Linked DNA regions of Gossypium hirsutum: all the other regions are linked to region 1. The links are chromatin contacts, called in public Hi-C maps. All regions are on one chromosome and are shown on one strand. Each heading gives the region's core, a stretch centred on a gene start, on an enhancer-like site or on the middle of the called end of the contact. The rest is flanking DNA. Distances are from core to core; before and after follow the strand shown. Region 1 holds the start of LOC107892129. Region 2 has its middle 3.8 kb from the start of LOC107892126. Region 3 holds the start of LOC107892133 (glucuronokinase 1).

Region 1 (3,649 bases), core at 364-2,863:
TACCTAGGGAAGATGAAACCTAAGACGAATCTTATTATCTTTTGAATTATATGATAAATACTTGTTCTTATTCTTAATTCTGAGTTTTGATCCTTGCATTAATATTTCAGGATATTAATTCAGATCTTGATGTGCTTATTCAGTAGAGCAAGAGTCCCTGTTTAAGAATAGATCTTCCATAATTAAGTGGAGTTGTATGCAATCCTAGAGATAGGACGACATAAATCTGTCGGATTAGAGTCAAATCTAATAAGGAAATCCATAGATCGAGTTAATGCGACAATAGGGGTTTTAATTAGAAAGAGATTTCAATTAATCAACCTAGCGCCGTTGTTTTTAGTCTTGAGAGAGATATTAACATAGGCTAGGGATTTCTACGGATTAAGTTAAGTAAATAAATCGTCTAATTTAGAAGTAATAAATGAAGTCTAGGCGGACTCTTCCTTGGGTATTGTTTTCTCCATCGGTTTTCCAAAAGTATTTTCTAACTTTTATCTCTGTCGTGCTCTTAATTAATTAGATAGTTAAATCTTAGTTTAAAATACCCCTTTAATTCTTAGGCTAGATAATAAAAAGATAGTAATTACTAGTACTTTTAGTCCTTATGGATACGATATTTCCGGTCTCACCATAACTATACTACTGTTCGATAGGTGCGCTTACCTTAGTCGAATTTTTAGTTAGTTTAGCGACTATAAAAAAAATGGAGACCAAGATTGAATCATTAAATATTGACCAAAGATAACCTAAGGTCTATCTATAAGAGCATTTGCATAGTCTTTTATCATTCTAAAATTTAACAAGATAGTAATCATTCACTAAATCCATCAATTGAATGGCACTGATTGGCTTTCAAAGAACTTAAATCTTATTGAGGAGCACATCAAAACCAATTCTATGTCCCAATAATTTGATAACCATAATCTTTGACATAGTAGCATCAAGAAGACTATGCACGTGTTTGGAAAAACAGATTGAGGGCACTCCATCAGTTAAACCTATGATTATATCACACTCCCTAAGGTCTATGTCTTCCACCTTGAAAGCCACATTCTTCCTCTTGTTAGATCTCGAATTACCAATCAATATATCCCTAAAATAAGTCTTCTACTCCTCTTACAAAAAGGCCCTTTAAATCCATCAACCTTCCCTTTATTAATGCCTTCCCTAAGATCTAAAGCTTGACTAGCTATATCTCCCATGTCTGACTCCTCCACCATCACACATTTATAATCCTTTGCTCCAGATCCTGTGACAACTTCCATCAATAAAACTTGTTTTCTTTGATTTTCTTTTTACCCTTAAAGTTTATAATGTTAACACCAAAACTAGAATATAATGTGGATTAATTTACTCTGTCATGAATAATGCGATAACGTTTCAAAAAAATTTTAACTACAAAATTGACCCTTTAATTATATCAATTTTCAATTAGGTATCTAAAGTTTTTTTTGGGAAGTGGTACATAAATGATCAATTTCATCTCATTTTATATAAAAAAAATATACAAAATCCAATAAAAATGTGACACATGTCATGTTCTTATGGTTGAAGTTTTATTTTGGTGTAAAATTAGACGAAATAATACTTTTGACAAAAAATTTGTAGGTAAATTGGAAAAAAAAGTATAATGTAAGGGCTAATTTTAGATTTAAGCCAGAAACTCAAGAGAACCTTCGATAGCCATAACACCAGTAAATCTTATCCTCCAATCTCAATCCGCGCGTATTTCCACGCATTTCCATTTCGTATTCCTTTCAAAATATCTCCTCACGCGCTTTGCTCACCATCCCGCTCTCTTCAGCTCCTCACCGTCGACTCCTCCTTATCTTTTACTCCAAAACCTTTTTTCGATGGCGGATCCAAGCAACCTCTCAGCTGTTTCCTCCGAAGATGCGGCGAAGTTCGGTTTCACGCGCGATGAGATGTACTCCAGTAACCTTGCCGGCACCGTCAACCCGTACGACCGCCACTTGTTCCTCCGCCATAAGTCGTATAACGATTGGGCTTCCCGTGTCGAAGAGGACGGCCTCCCTAATCTCCTCTCCTCCGCTCTTAAGTCTCGCAAAAACGACATCCCAGTCAAGGTAAGTTCGTTTCGTTCTATCAGCTGTCGTTTACTTTTAAGGTTTAAAATTGTCAATTAATCGTAGTTCTATATTTTTCTTTTCCGATATAGACACTGTTGACGGTTATTGAAGGAGCGGAATCTGACGGAGATGTGTTAGTTTTCCCTGAAATGATCAAATACAAGTAAGCTTTCCTTTTTTGCACCTTTTTTTAAATTATAATAAATTTCTTTCTAAATGCTGTTGAATTTCCTTTTACTAGATCGGATGCTGTAAAACTTATAAAAGATGGAGCTGAACTTTACATTTTGTAACTTATAGGGTATGAATCTATTTTTCGTTCAGATGTTGAGTAAGAATCTGCTAAAATTTTTCTTAATGGAACTACTTTCTAGAAACATTTTTCATGTGGTCATCTAACTGTAAATCAGGAAATTAGCATTTCTTGAATTATGGTTAAATATTTAGTTTAATGGGCATGTGTCATGTACAGTACCAAAAAAAAAGGACATGTGCCAAAGTCTCAAGGCTGATTTTGGGGTTAAAAATGTAATCATTCTTCTGTAATTGTAGCTATGATGAGGATTAACATGTGTTTTGTTTATGTAATATTTTCTTATGTTTATTTGTTGAGTTGAGTTGAGATTTATTATTTTATTTTATTTCTTTTGTTTGTAAAATAATGAGAGAATGCTAAGATTATGAATGAAGGGATTTTAATGCTGATTCTCTTTTATTGTATTGATGGAAGGGGTTTGGCGGACTCCGATGTGGATGGTTTTGTTGAGGATGTGCTTGTGAATGGCAAGCCGTGGGCTTCTGGAGTTCAGGAAACATTGACTGGTTCATATATCTTTGTGTGTGCTCACGGTAATCGTGACAAGAGATGTGGTGTTTGTGGACCAGCTCTGATTCAAAAGCTGAATGTGGAGATTGAGTTGCGTGGACTGAAGGATCAGGTGTTTGTAAGTGCTTGCTCTCACATTGGAGGGCACAAGTATGCTGGGAACTTGATTATCTTCAACCTAGATTCTGAGGGAAAGATCACGGGCAACTGGTAATATCAGCATCAGCATCACTATGTCATTACGCTTCTATGTGTTGAATGGATTTTTATATTATTGGTCTTTTGCCTTCAATGGTTGCAGGTATGGCTATGTTACTCCAGAAGATGTGCCTGAGTTACTTGATCAGCAAATTGCAAAAGGAGAAATAATACAACGCCTTTGGAGGTTTGTGGTTTTTTTAATTTATGCTGTACTTAAGTTGGTTGAATCTGTAGTATTCCAGTTTGTTCTATTTCTGGGTACATTCTTCTATTGGAGACGAACTTACTACCTCAAAATTGTGTTAGAAGAAGTTTTGACCCATCAACTTTGTCACTAAGTACTTGAAATGCAGAATTTTGGAAGCTATTCAGTCACTGAAAGATTTCGTAGATTACTCTTAGTGCTGCAGCCATTGATTGACTTAACTTGCTCTCAAGGCAACCAATAGAATTTCATGCACATAACTAATAGTAATTGGCCCTTAGCTTTAGTTTGCCTAGAAAGATTTGGAATTCTGATTCCAAACACAGT
Region 2 (3,649 bases), core at 690-3,189, 190 kb before region 1:
GAGAAAAAAAATACTAAATCAATTAAAAACCTTAAAAAATAAATGTAGCCATTGATTTTAAATAAATAAATAAACATACTTGAATTTGATTGTATATGTTAATTAAAATATATTATTTTATTAGAAAATGGTAACGTGTCAAAAATAAAAATATTATGATTGAAAAAATAAAAATAAAATAAAATAATTTTAACTTTTAGAATTTTGATGTCTTGACTTGTACGCTAAAGTTCTTTGTTAAACATCCATTTGATACGAATTCAAATTGTGTGACCCAATTTCCTACCTCAATAATATATAAAAAAAAATCTTGATTGTTTATATTATAATAAATATAAATTAAGAACCAAAAATTAATATTTAAAATAAATTTAAATTTAATTATTAATTATTCATCCAAGTGATAAAAAAATTAAAAAAAAATTGATATTAAATTTCCATATCTTCAATCTTTACCCTGAAAAATTATTTCAAAATCTTGTTATATGTTGGATTTTATAAAATAATGTTAATAATTTATTATCGTGTGGAATTGAATTACTTTTATTTTAATTAGAATGTCATAAAATTTTTAAATATATTAATATTTTTATACACATTTTAAATAATTTAATACGATGTTATCGTGTGCAATAACTTATCAATAGTATCATATGTAATAACTTGAAAATATGTATTTTATAAGGTATCAGGATTTTTTAACAATTATTCAATATTAAAATTTTATATTAAAATTTTTATTTTTCAAATTTATTTTAAAATTTTCTTTTAATTTTAGTTTAAAAATATTAATAAAATTCAATATATGACATAATAAAATTTTGTTTTTAAATAATATAATATTTTTATTATTTTGTTATATGTTTATTTAAACAAAGTAATTAAAAATCAGTTAAATTACTTTTAAAATAATTATATGTTTATATAAATACTTTTGAATTTTAACTATACTACATAAAATTATTGCCTTACTTGTTATAATTAAAAAATTCAATTAAAAAATTCACTTTTTTGTGAAAATAAAATGAATACAAACTCAAATAAATTAGGTCCTCAAAGGAGGATCCTCAAACAATATTAAACTCGCTCTTCAGTCACGGACCATCTTGACAAGACTATCTACAAATGTATTACCTTCTCGGGGAATATGTTGGATCTTCTACTACTTTATCGTCAACAGGGCTTGACGTATTCTTCTAACTAGAGTAGAATTAGAGATTCCAACTGAACCATCTTGAATGGTCGTAGCTACTTCAAGACTATCCGTTTGAATTAAGATCCTTTTGACTCTCCTATTTGAAATAAGCTTCAACTGATCTAAAATACCTCAAAGCTCTGCTTCTGTCACTGTACAATTTCCTAAGTATCTGTAAAACCCAATGATCCATTTACCATTCTAGTCACGCACTAATCCCCAGCTGTAGCAAAACCTTCATCCTGCCTAACTAAACCATCCGTATTAAGACACACCCAACTTTTATCAGTGCATGGGCTAGCAAAAGAACTTTGAACCTTGTGAAGCGGTACTTTTGAAGCTAAAATGTATTACCTTGCCCAACTATGAGAGACTTTAAGAACCTCATCAATACTCCATGGAATACCTTGAAAGGTAAACAAGTTACTATTCTTCCAAATGTGGCAAGAGATGATCTCGAAGAGACACAACCACGCAACCCCTTCTAGAAGAACGGGCTGATGATTCTGCAAATTTTTCGTCATCCATTCATGAAGAGATCTGGTGTAGAAATTGGGAGCACTCTATCTAGGATAAGCTTATCCCAAATACTTCTAGCTGTAGGGAAAATCTCTAAAGACATGTAACACACCCTCAGATTCATGCCCACAAAAACCACATGCGCTGATTGTACCAACTCCTCACCTTACCCTTTTAGCACCTGTGAGTAAACGTTGCTTAAGAGCAAGCCAAATGAAGAAATAAATCCGATGTGGACCTTTGAACTTCCAAGGTAGCTTCCAAGTCAGTTCTTTCAGATTTAGAGCACCCTCTCGGACTTTACCATAGGCGTTTTTGAGAGAGAAGGAACTAGTTGAAGAAGCCCCCATATAACTCTGTTAGGGCTGAAAGAGGGGTGAGGCAGTGGAACACAAATGATCCTGCTAATGACCTTCTAAAACTTAAATTCTAAAAAGGTCTAAATTCCATGAACCATACTCAGTAATCATATTCTTAAGAGTGCAACCCATGCTAAGATTAAAAGTAACCAAAATATGATTGCACAAAGGTCTAAAGTTCGAAATCCAAGTGTCCCACCAACAGTTAATAGAGTTTCCATCCCTAATAGACCATAATAAATTTTCTAGATATAAGGGGCCATACTTTAAAAAGAGATCTCCATAAGAAAGAACAACACCCTCTTGAAAGGTTTTCAGGCATACCACTTGTAACCCCATACTTTGACCAGAGAACCCAAACCCAAAGTGCATTGGAGTTTGAAACGATGTTGTATAAAACCTTCATCATGAAATACGTGTTGTGATCTTTCAAATGCCTCAACCCAAGACCACCATGCAATTTAGGCTGACATACCGAGTTCCATCTAACCAAAGCCATCTTGGAACCACCATTTTAGGATCTTTATACAACCTTTCTAGCCATGTATTCAATCTCATCACATAAGCCTTTGGGAACCATCATTGTCTACATAAAATAGCTTGGTATCTAAAATAGGACCACTTGAGCCAAAGTCACTTTGTTAGCTAAGGAAAGCTATTTGACATCCCAACTAGATAATTTACTTTGCACCTTGTCAGTCACAAACTGCAATGTGTTACTAGTGACCTTCTCATGAAAGACCGACACCCTAAGATAAGATCCCAGATTATTTACTTCCTGAAAACCAAAATTTCTGGTTATGAGTCTCCTTAAGCTATCCTCTATGAAGAAAAGACATGTGTTTTCTACATATTAATCTTGTGACCCGAAAATTCACAAAACTTATTAAGAATGCCTTTAATGAGCTGAGCTTGATGTTCTTTTGCATGGCCAAATAAGATTAAATCATCTACAAAAAGGAGATGAGATAACACTAGGTCGGTACGAGACAAGCGAATAGGGGGCCAGCTTCCGGAATCAATGGCAGGACGGATACTATGGCCCAACCATTCCGTACAAAGGATAAACAAGTAGGGAGATAATGGACATCCCTGTCAAAAACCCCTAGCAGGCCAAAATTTTTTTATTTGGGACCCCGTTCCACAAAAGCTGCATAGAGGAACTTGAAATTGCAGACATAATAACATTATGTAAAAAACCAAGGATACCTGCAGCCTGTAAAGAGGTATCAATAAAGCCTCATTGCATACGATCATACGCTTTCTCTAAATCAATTTTGATGGTCGTCCACCTCCTGTTCTTCTGCGTACTCTTCATGGATTGAATAACCTCTTATACAATGACAATATTATCAATGATATTCTGACCTGCTAGAAACCCAATCTGTTCAGGACCTATGATCTTCGGAAAGACCATTTTAAACCGGCTTACAATTATCTTCATAATTAGTTTATAAAGTACAAAACAGAGACTAATTGGCCGAAATTGAGAGAAGTCTTCCAAATTATGCACCTTGGGAATGAGCACAATAAGTGAATTATTCAAGTCCGAATCAATACTTTCGCCTTCAAAAGC
Region 3 (3,649 bases), core at 769-3,268, 150 kb after region 1:
TTGGAAGTTGTTTCCTGTATATGGCGACATCAATTTCCTCCTATAATCTATTGCCCTCATCTAGGAGACAACCAACATCACTCTTCTCAAAAGGGAAGCTAGACAATGGGCTTCATGCACATCAAAATGTCTTATTAGCTTTTCAAGGCCTTAATATCATTTGAATTCGTACCTAAAAAAAAGAATTAATATTATATTGAGTAAGTCATTCTATCAGTCTCGCCATTAGCTTGGTCATTAAAAGGCCAGCTCAAACTTGGCATTGAGCATATTTATAATGCATGGATTAATTTGCAGACACATGTACTTACTGCATGAATCGGATCAGGCATGTTAAAAAGATCTAAACCATCTATATGATAAGTACACATATATTTATAATTTGATCTATGTGTTTTAGAATTGCTCCATGTCCGTTTCAAACTAACATTTTATGTCTAAAAGACTTGGTTAATACAATATTGATACTTTGAATACTCAATTAAAATTTTTTGAAATCTACATATCAAATTAAAATATGAGCGATAGATAAGATAACCCTAAATAAAAAAAAAATATATTTCAAACAAATTGTTAATTATTATTTTTATAACAAATAATTATTTAAAAATTAATTATACAAAAACACGATTATTAATTGATACATTGATAAAAAAATTATTATTTAAAATATTATCAATAAATAGTTGGAAGAAGTGGCCATCAACTACTCTCCCAAATATTTAAAATGAATTCAAATTCTAAAGTCATAAAAAGGATTTTAGTATTTTATCTGGTGGTGGAGCATGGTGGAGACCTAGGGGACCATGGCTCCTAAATTGATAAGTATTTAATTTAGCCTTTTATAATTTATAAAATTTTAAATTAGTAATGGTAAAATTATATTTTGACCCCTTAAAAATGATAAAAATTTGATTGAACTCTTTAAAAATGATAAAGATATTGACTATTAAAATGATAAAATTATATTTTTATTATTATAAAAATATACAATTTAATTCTGATCCAAAAAAATTCAGACTCAACCATTGATTTTACCTAAATTCTTGTGATTAGAAAAAAAAACACTAAAATAAATTTTTAAACAATAAAATTTATATATTATTACGAGATGACCATACTAATTGAGAAAATAATTCTTCAAACAATATATTGTATATATTATCATGAGATCGCCATACTAATTGATTTATCAATAATTTTTAAACAATAGATTATATATATTATCATAAAATGACCATACTGTATCAAATAATTTTCCAATAAATTTTATATATCATGATGAGATGACTACTGTTTTTAAAAGATGGACCTAATTAGAGATATCAAAATAAAGAGTGGTTTAATAAACGATTGAATTGGAAGTTTAATAATTTTCTTATTTTATAAATTTATGTTAGGTCGGATTTATGTAATGTATTTAGATTAATTTTTTAAATTTAAGTTCGACTTAGCTTGAAAAATGGGTTTACTTTTTTGTTTAAATCCAACCTAATTTAAGAAAGATCAATCCAGATTTAAGAAAGGTAAATCAAGGTTCAACCTGACTTACTAAAATTTTTAAAATTAAATATAATTTATTAAATGCATTAAAAAAAGGCTAAGATTAAAGTTTTCTAAGAGACTAAAAATATATTAAAAAATACTATCATAAATATAATAAATGTTTTATTGTATTAAATATAATTTTTAAAATTTTATATTTTAGGTTGGGTAAATTTATTTTTAGATTTTAGATAATAAATTTAATTGTTATTGAGTTAGTGATTTAATATAAATATAAATATAACTATGTATAATATATATTTAACATATATAATTAATATAATATTTTTTATAATATAATACAGGCTGGATTTGAATAAAAATATCTTACTTAAAATTCAATGCATATAAAATACAGACCTTAATTTTTATCTAAATTTATTTTTTAAATCTCATATTTAATTAAATCTTCCTAATTTTTAGACCAGCCTTTGTTCCAAGACGGGATGCACCGCGATAGGTCTAGCTGTTGCTAACACCAAAATACAAAACACGACCCGAATAAAAAAGAAGAAAGAGGTGACACCACGCCGTGACTTATAGATTTAGAATGAAGAGATAAGCACAAGTGCAAGAGGGCATATTTTGGCAGAAAAGCAAAGTGAGATCCAATTGTAGGTAGGTCCAAGGTGTCACCACGTAGGACCCCTACAATGTATAAATCAAACCAAATCCGAAAACGAAACGCTCACTCAAAGAAGTTGTTTTTTGTACTGGTTTGGTGCAGTGCATGCGGAAAAAATGGATCAAAATATGAACTCAACCAAGGAAGGTCTTATCTCAGGGTCAGGGGCGATTCAACACAAAGCTTACGCTCGTGTTGGATTGCTTGGCAACCCAAGCGATGTTTACTTCGGCAAAACCATCTCTTTTAGCCTTGCCAATTTCTGGGCTTCCGTTACTTTGGAGCCTTCTCCTCATCTCATCATCAACCCTCACCCCATTCATGATCTTGTTCAGTTTGATTCCCTTGATCACCTCGTAATTTCATTCTTTCTCTCTTTCTTTTTTTTTCCTTCTTATATTGGTGTTTATATTTTGTAGGATCTGATATTTTAAATTTTTTTGGGGTGGATTTGAATATGAAAATTTTGGTTATCTAAGCATTTTCAGGGGATTCGGAAGATACCCAGATTGAGATTTGTTGGGTTTTTATTGAATCTAGTTTGATATGATTGATATTTTTTGAGTTTTGATTTGGTGTTAATTTTGCACCCCATGCTAGGATTCTATAATAGTTTTTTGATTTAAAGTGGGAGATGTAAGGCTCTTTTGTTGATTGCAATTTTTTTTTCTTCTTTTTAAATTCAAGTGTTGAAGATTATAATTCAGAACTCTTTGAGAAGAGTAATTTGTTTGTGGTATTGTAGATTATATACGAGAAATTCTTTGGTTAATGGTTACCATGTGTTGATAAAGTGTTTAGGATTGGTTCTGCAGTTTGGGCTTTCTGATGCTAATATATATTTCATATATGTATGTATATAAGAATGTATGCATGCATGCAAGCATGTATGTATGTATGCTTGTTTTTTATGTGTTATCTTTAATATGATTGAAAGCAACTCACATGCATGTATGCTTGTCTTTTATGTGTTATCTTTCATCTGACAAGTTATGTAATGCAAGCCACATGCTTTTGCTTTGTTTTTTCTTTTAGATGCTTTAGTAATGAGATTTTTAACTTCATTATATGAATCTCATATATGTATGTATGTATGCATGTATGCTTGTCTTTTATGTATTATCATTTAATCTGACAAATTATTGAATGCAAGCAACATTATTTTTGGGTTGGTCTTTTTGAGCTTTAGTAATGAGATTTCCCCTTGTATTATGTCTGGTTCTACTTGCATTCATAGGTATAGATATCTACATTGCATGTTCGACATAAATGGGCTGAAACACGGATTTTTTTACTTGGAAGGTTAATCGGTTGCAAAGTGAAGGTTATTATGGAGGTGTGCGACTGCTTATGTCAATTTGTAAACTCTTTCATAAGCATTGCAAGGATAATAACATAAATCTCTCACCAGGGAACTTCACCCTCTCGTATGATACTAATATCCCTCGCCAGGTATTGCTCTGAACAGAAAATACAAGA

Evidence for each region. Hi-C and Micro-C count contacts between places; a contact is called where the count stands out from the background.
Region 2: a contact with region 1 is called in a Hi-C map of leaf, with 2.3 times the contacts expected there. The contact joins the enhancer-like site here to the promoter of LOC107892129 in region 1. A contact is called at or near these places in 14 of 34 Hi-C or Micro-C datasets (anther, callus, fibers and 4 more).
Region 3: a Hi-C map of leaf shows a contact between it and region 1, with 2.3 times the contacts expected there. The contact joins the promoter of LOC107892133 here to the promoter of LOC107892129 in region 1. A contact is called at or near these places in 3 of 34 Hi-C or Micro-C datasets (callus and leaf).

Annotation. Positions count from the first base shown.
Region 1 is chrA09:10,580,895-10,584,543 of Gossypium_hirsutum_v2.1, forward strand. It overlaps LOC107892129, which reads left to right and starts at 1,614. Exons shown (of 5, transcript XM_016817128.2): 1 at 1,614-2,087; 2 at 2,180-2,253; 3 at 2,821-3,126; 4 at 3,218-3,301. The coding sequence starts at 1,854.
Region 2 is chrA09:10,392,047-10,395,695 of Gossypium_hirsutum_v2.1, forward strand. No RefSeq gene overlaps it. Among protein-coding and RNA genes, the nearest start is that of LOC107892126, 3.8 kb to the right of the region's middle. Within about 2 kb of position 1,940, at least 1 of the 9 cell types and tissues checked has an H3K27ac peak or open chromatin away from gene starts, as enhancers often do.
Region 3 is chrA09:10,728,867-10,732,515 of Gossypium_hirsutum_v2.1, forward strand. LOC107892133 (glucuronokinase 1) reads left to right here and starts at 2,019. Exons shown (of 6, transcript XM_016817133.2): 1 at 2,019-2,526; 2 at 3,473-3,622. The coding sequence starts at 2,287.